Regions from separate parts of the Zea mays genome. Here region 1 is linked to region 2. The links are chromatin contacts, called in public Hi-C maps. All regions are on one chromosome and are shown on one strand. Each heading gives the region's core, a stretch centred on a gene start, on an enhancer-like site or on the middle of the called end of the contact. The rest is flanking DNA. Distances are from core to core; before and after follow the strand shown.

The links. A called contact is a pair of places that touch in the nucleus more often than the background predicts.
Region 1: a Hi-C map of tassel shows a contact between it and region 2, with 5 times the contacts expected there. The contact joins the promoter of opr8 here to the promoter of LOC100191981 in region 2. A contact is called at or near these places in 2 of 25 Hi-C or Micro-C datasets (ear and tassel).

Annotation. Positions count from the first base shown.
Region 1 is chr4:66,334,943-66,338,416 of Zm-B73-REFERENCE-NAM-5.0, reverse strand. opr8 (12-oxophytodienoate reductase8) reads right to left here and starts at 2,055. Exons shown (of 5, transcript NM_001112363.2): 1 at 1,767-2,055; 2 at 1,520-1,660; 3 at 473-603. The coding sequence starts at 1,870.
Region 2 is chr4:65,984,580-65,988,292 of Zm-B73-REFERENCE-NAM-5.0, reverse strand. It overlaps LOC100191981 (putative DUF231 domain containing family protein), which reads left to right and starts at 2,460. Exons shown (of 5, transcript NM_001137405.3): 1 at 2,460-2,574; 2 at 3,181-3,358; 3 at 3,449-3,631. The coding sequence starts at 3,202.

The DNA.
Region 1 (3,474 bases), core at 806-3,305, 350 kb before region 2:
TGCTTGCAGGGCGTCTCTTATCCTATAATATAAGCTAGCAATACCTCTAGCCAAACATGGAGACAAACAGCAGTAGGCATATCGTGTTGTGATTTGTGTGAGAGATAGGGGCATCGTGACTATCTCTTCCTTTTTGCACTGTTTAGCAAACATTGATCCAACTAGCTCTAAGCTAGACTATTAGAGACGCCTTGAGAAGAAGCGATATAGTAGAAAAGTAAGAAATCAGGCAACTTTCCAGTTCCCAACCAGAAACTCTGGTCTCCACTGACCTGACTAAATCATCCTAAAATTGCCTACAAACAACGACTCCTGTTTCCGACTGAATATAATTTCAGTGGACTAAACCTTCATTCAAGACAGATATAATCTGACTGCAAGAAATTTTTAGCAATGCAATGTAGTCCATGGGGGAATTACAGAATCGTGAAATATATTTGTTTTATGGAATTTGTCCCTATTATTAACATACCTTGGTGAGAAGCTCGACCTACATGCCATAGTTGGCAGAAAAAGATGGCTCCCTTGGCATGAACAGCATCAACCACCTTTTTCCATGCATCAGTCTGCTCTTGATTGTATATCCCAGGGACACGAGGGAACCTGATACAACAATTTGTAGCCACTTAATGTTCCACTCTTAAGATATGTATGGACTAATGGACGTAATAACAACATGCTAGAAGTTCATCCAAAATGAGCATCAGAAAGAATCTCTACAGAGCTCTAAACTCTATAACACGATCTCACTTTGGTGTTACAGAATGTGTAGGGGAAAGGACCATACTGATCCCCTTCCGCCTTTTCTGTTGTAATCCATTTCTATTGGATTCAGCAGCTGACGGATGCCTCAATTCATTTCAGTATTTTGTCTATAACGTTTGTCGGCTCTTGCTTTCTTTTGACTGAAAATAATTTGCGAATCCAGAGCAACACTCAGTAGACAACTTTATTTTAAGCAGATAAGTACGACCGTTCCAGATCTCCATGCGCAGTAGGTGTGATCCAAGAAAACTTCTGTACTTTCCACCCCCAACAACCCCTCTCCATTTGACCACGGGTCAGGAGAAGGCTTCCATTTTCTCTAATTTTTCTACTTCCATTTGAACGGCAAATCAACTGGTCCAATATGTTCAGGCCACTGGATCAGCACCGACTATAACATACTAACCGAAGTAAACCATTACCAAACCCACATGATGAACAGTAATACACTGCTGATTTTATATTACGACTTCCACCAAATAACGACCGATAATTGGCACGCTGTTGCTAATTGACCCCAACCACCACTCGCAGGCCAAGAGGACCACGTCTCCACCAGATCTAGCGCGCATCTCTCGGCCCAAGGCTGCGCACATGCCTCACATGAAGGCGACATCCAAAGGGAAGACCAGACTCCAGAGTCCAGAGTATGGCAGCGGGCGGCGTGGCACAGTAATCTAAGACCCCAGCACGGGTCACCGGAGACGTGGATCGGTGGCCGGAAGCAGTGGCAAACCAGAGCGAAGATGATTACCCAGGGCCGGCGGGCGAGATGATGGTGCCCTCGGAGATGAGCAAGCCGCCTTCCGTGGACCGCTGCGCGTAGTACTCCGCGAGCGCGGGGCCCGGGAGCGCATCGGGCGCCCGGCACCTGGTCATCGGCGCCAGCACCACCCTGCGCGCGTACACAGGACACGCATGAGTACCCAGGCGGAGGTCGCGCCAGGCCAAATCGATCCCAGGAGCGAGGAATCAAGGGGCGGGCGCGAGGGAGGGCTCACCGGTGCGCGAGGCGGAAGTGGGGCATCTGGTACGGCGAGAAGAGGGACGGGCGCTGCGGCTGTTGCTGGTCCTCCGCCGGCGCGGAGCGATCCGTGGAGGCCATGGATTGGAGTTGGAGAGGGGAACGGGGAGGGGAGAAGGGAGAAAGTTGGTCGAAGGCAGAGGGTGGCGAGAAGCCAACTATAGGAGGAGGAAGGGAGGGAACCGGGAACACAGCAGGGACGACTGCGGTTCGAAAGCGAATCGCCAGTCGCCACTGGGCTCGTCTGCGACGACGGACGGTGACGCTGACGCGTCACGGACTCGAGGGAGTGGTGGACAACAAGGACACTGGACAGTGAGTGTGAGCAGCGAGTGCCAGCCACCAGCGGTCTGCCATGGCTGGTGCAGTTAAGGGTGAGATTTGGTTGTACAGTCAAATAGAATGGAATAGCTTTCTAGATTTTTTAGAATGGAGTCGTTTTATTTTGAGCTTGGTAAGCATAATGGAGGCACTCTATTTTTTATTTAGTTGAAGAGTAGAATAGAGCGAATATGTTCCTTTTTTATTTGGTTGGAGAGCTATATAAGTGTAGAGAGGAGGGAGTGAGGAGAGCGCTCACATCCGGTCGTTTTGGTGTAGCTCGAGCATTCAACTATTTATGGTAAAATTTTATATGGAGACTTAAGGAGCTGCTCGGGTCCTTTTTATGGAAACTAAACATCCAGAAAATAGAAATGGAGTCAATCTATTTTTCTCCACTCCTCAACCAACACACCCTAAGTTGACTCCCGGGTAACGAGGTTGTAGTTAGTGTGTGGCAACTCCGCAACTGGAAAGTCTCAATTTTGAGCATGTGTATCGTGGCTCAGCGACTCGCAAGAGAGAAGAAACGGATACAACCAGTTTAGAAACTTTATAAGGGGTCGTTCGGCAGGTCAGGACCGAATCCAGGCTAGGAACAGTTACAAGCCAGGATTCAGTGGAGCCAGCCCTTTCACTCATTCCGAACATGTAATTAATCCGGCTGGAATGAATCTAGTGAAGCATTTTTTTATCTGTTCGGTAGCAAAGGATTGAATCCTATCACTTCAGTTCAAATCAAATTTTCAGCCACACACAATGTCGCAAACAAAACTCAGAAAATTGGTACACCAACAAAAACAAAGCAATTTCATGAATCAATCTGAGCTTGTAAGCACATCTTCATTCCTTTCAGTGAGTATATCATCAACTTCATCATTTACCTCATGAACCACATTGCTATCAAAGCCTTCTATTAAATATGCCTCACTTCATATTTTTTCAGACAGTGAACTAGTGTATTCTATTGCATAAACATGAACTGCTCATATATTTACATCCAAATGTGCAGCTAGTGTATTTGTTTATATAAACCATGGATACACTTGTAAGAATGGTGACAATCTGAAGCAGAAACTGAAACACAAACTGAAACTATTTGAATCAGCTTGCAACTAATGGATTCTCTAACTATTCATCCAGTGTATATCCATCATTTTCAATCATCTTGCAGGGTTACCACAATAACCGAACGCTGCACTTTTCAAGGGAAGCAAGAATGGTGGTATTGCTGCCTTTTCTTTTTCCGGTAAAAAAACTGACTTGGTATTACTTGGGTATTGCTTCAGGATTTGAGTAGTAGCATGTACATTCAAAAACCATTCAGAACACGAGGAACCTTAGCACTAACGACGAATCTTAGC
Region 2 (3,713 bases), core at 1,211-3,710:
CATCGGACTATCCGGTGCCACTAGAAGACAAAGCCTCCAACGGTCAGAAGCTCCCGAACCCTAACGGTTGGGTGACATGGCTGGCGCACCGGACTGTCCGGTGCATCCATCGACAGCAGCCTGCCCCAACGGTCAATTGGTGGTTGAGGGCTATAAATACCCCCAACCACCTCCAATCCAAGCATCCAAGTTTCCAGCACTTCACATTCGATACAAGAGCTAGTGCATTCACTCCTAGACACAATTCAATAGAATCAAAGCCTCTCCAAGTCCCAAATCCACTCCAAACACCTAGTGACTTGAGAGAGTGTTTTGTTCGTGTTCTTTGCGCTCTTGTTGCTTGGATCGCTTTCTTCCTTCCTCATTCTTGTTCTCAAGTGACTTGTAATCAAAGCAAGAGACACCAAGTGTGTGGTGGTCCTTGTGGGGTCTAAGTGACCCGTTTGATTAAGGAGAAAGCTCACTCGGTCTAAGTGACCGCTTGAGAGAGGGAAAGGGTTGAAAGAGACCTGGTCTTTGTGACCACCTCAACGGGGACTAGGTTCTTTAGAGTCGAACCTCGGAAAAACAAATTACCGTGTTCATCCGCTTTATTTGTTGGTTGATTTGTTTTCCCCTCTCTCTCGGACTCGATTTCATTTCTAACGCTAACCCCGTCTTGTAGTGTGTGCTTAAGTTTATAATTTTCAGATTCCGTCTATTCACCCCCCCCTCTAGGTGACTTTCAGCGGGCGCGACTGATAGGCGAGGATGGTTGTCAGCGACCAGAGGGAAAGGCGGGCTGACTAGTCGGGCCCAGCGCCAGGGGGCACAGGCAGTGACTGGCGGGCTCGGGGACAGGGCGCGCAAGTGCGAACCGGTACCCGGTGATCTGGACCGCGCGATCAGGATCGGACGATGGAGATCAACGCCGGGAAGGTTTTACGGATGAGGGCGGCGCCGCTCGACCCCGCGGCGAGGTCTCGCCGGAGACGAGGGGATGGCCACGACGGGGCTCTAGGGGTTTGGGGAATAGCTCGAGCGCGCTCAGGGCGATCTGGCGAACCCAGCCATGGGCGCAAAACCGACATGGGGGCAACAGAGGGCGCAGAACACGGCGAGGCGTCCTACGGCGGCGCGGATCAACTCCGGCGAAGAATTTCGTGGGCACTGGGGCGGTACTTGGCGCAATAAAGGTATGGGTAGGTTGCTCACCTCGAATGCGAGCTCCGGAGCGCTTGGGGAACGGACGAGGGCAGTGGCGAGCCGACCGACGCTCATCGACGCGGGTACGGGGCGAGTTGGTCATGCTCCTGACCTTTCTCCGTGCGTGTCGTCGAGGAGGACATGGTGACGCCTGCCACGCTTAAGTTATCTTGGCGATGAGGAGTCCACTCTAAGATATTGGACAACCAAGGCCTGTAGCGTGGCAGCAGTCGGCATATGCACGGAGTTGGTGGTGGTGTTGTGTCGCTTCGGCGGGTCCAGGGTTGGGAAGACACTCGTATTCTCTAGTCCTTCTCGGATTGACACCTGGTGCGGGTGCCTCTCGGTTTGGAGTTGCTCCGGCTGGGTTTCTTTCTCCACTTGCGTGCTATCTCCCTATATATCTAGCGGTATACTACCTATGTCGCCTTCAGATACCCAGGTCTTCGTCGTGTCCTTCTCCAGCAACGAACAGGTATGTCCGCCTCTTTCCTTCCCCTCCTGCTCTGCGAAACCTTAGAAGTGGGGGAGGCGAGGGATGAGAGTCTCTGATTTGCTGCCTATGGTACCCGTGCATTCATAAAAATATTATGCGAAGAGCGAAGACAATCAATAAAAAATCTTGAGATCTTTTTGGTGGATAATTTACGTGGATATTGTTGTGAGCCATCGCAACGAATGAGTAACCGACTAGTATTACACAAACGTACAGTTCCGTTCTTTTTTCCTTCCTTCCTAGTTGTTTCTTCTCTCCACTGTCCCCATCCTTGGGCTGCCACACGTCGCCGATCGCCCCTGACTGGCCACACGTCCTGCCCTAGGAGGTCGTGCGTCGCCCCTCTGTCCTCACGCTTGTCCAACGCCGCCCTGCCATTCACCTCTTGTCGATTGTCTGACAGGCTCACCGCGTCTTGACGGTGTGCCGTGACTTTTTTGTTTTTTTTTTTGTTTTAGCAGTGAAGAAGGAAGAAACAAGATGTGGGGTCCATCTTAAAGCTAAAATATATAATTCTAATATAATTATCCCTGCATAAATCTGAAACTGTTATATTTATCAAATAGTTCTACAATAGATCTCAGATTCACTATTAGAGCTGCTACATATTAAATTGTAAATCCAGATTTAATTTTGCAGATCTAATTTTTTTTCAGAGATCCAAACATTAGGTGCCCTTTATTTCCTTTTATTTCCTTTTCTTTTCCACACCCTTTTCCCGATTCCTTTCCACCCCGCCCCGTCCCGCCCGCGCAGTCGCCCTCCCCACCCCACCCCACCCCACCCGGTCCCCACTTTCCACTCCCAACCCCACCAGACCTTCAACCGCTACATTTCCGTCACTACCGGAGCCGCCACTCCCACGAACGCGCGGCGGAGCGGAAGCGAACCAGGTTCGTGCCTCTCTATCTCCCACTCTTCATTCCTTCGTACCGCCTCGCCGTTCTCGGAGATCGGGGTTCGGCCACTGCGAATTCCCGGTTGTTGTCGGGTTGGGGTTTGGGCGCCGTGTTTGGCGGGTGAGATTAGATTCCTGCTCCTGGCCGCTTCACTTCTTCCTTAGAAGATCGCTCGGGGTTGGGTTCTTCTGGATGTGAGGTGATGAGGTGAGGCTTCAATCCGTTCCTCCTCTAGCTCCGGTGGTTGGTCGTGCTGGCTCTCAGAAGATGGGAGCTTCCCAAAGGAAAGCAGCCATGGTGGCTAGGGTTTGCGTCGCCGGCGCATTCTGAGATGCGCTGCTGCTTGCGCGCGCGCGCACGCTCCATCGCCCTGCATCCGCCGTCCTCACGCGCCCAAGCTGCTCGTCGCCCCTCTCCATCGCTGGGACCTGTCGGCAGCGGATCAGTGACGCGGTCTGCACCTTACATTTCCGCTGAAGGTGTTTCTTGTTAATAAGCGTAAACGGTTTAGTGTCGACATTTTTCCTACTTTTTTGCACGGGGATGGATGGCTTCCAAGCGCTCGTCGATTCTAACGCGAAGGATACTTCTATGTCACAGAGCACAGGTAAAAAGAAAAGGATGAGGCTTGGGAGTATAAACGGCTTGCGGTTCACGCAGCTTAAACTTGTCATCCTTGCGTTCTTCATGTTGTTTGTTCTCTGGAAATGGGAGAAGGGCTCGTCATACTACGATTCCGAAATCCTCCAGCCAGATCCGTTGGTTCTGACTCATCCAGGTCATCTTTAAAGCACACAGAGACGTTACCTCTCTTTAAGCTTCTTCTTGCTACATTGACCTCTGTTTTCATCTTCCTTCGAACTTGCAGCTAACTTGAAGTTTGTAGACCAGCATACATCCCCAGAAGAAGACTTTTCAAGTGCAGATCGATCACACCGGTCAGTAGGTAAAGTAGAAAAGCCGGTTACTAGTGCGCTGCCACCATTGTCTACGATAGGCTATTCTGTTGATGTTGCAGATGGGAATGAAGTGCCACCTCCTGAGAAGAAAGGTATACTCATCTTTGTGGCTGCTAGAGAAACCATAAATTTATTTCTTATGCGAGCATACAAATGTGCTTGTTTTCTCCATTG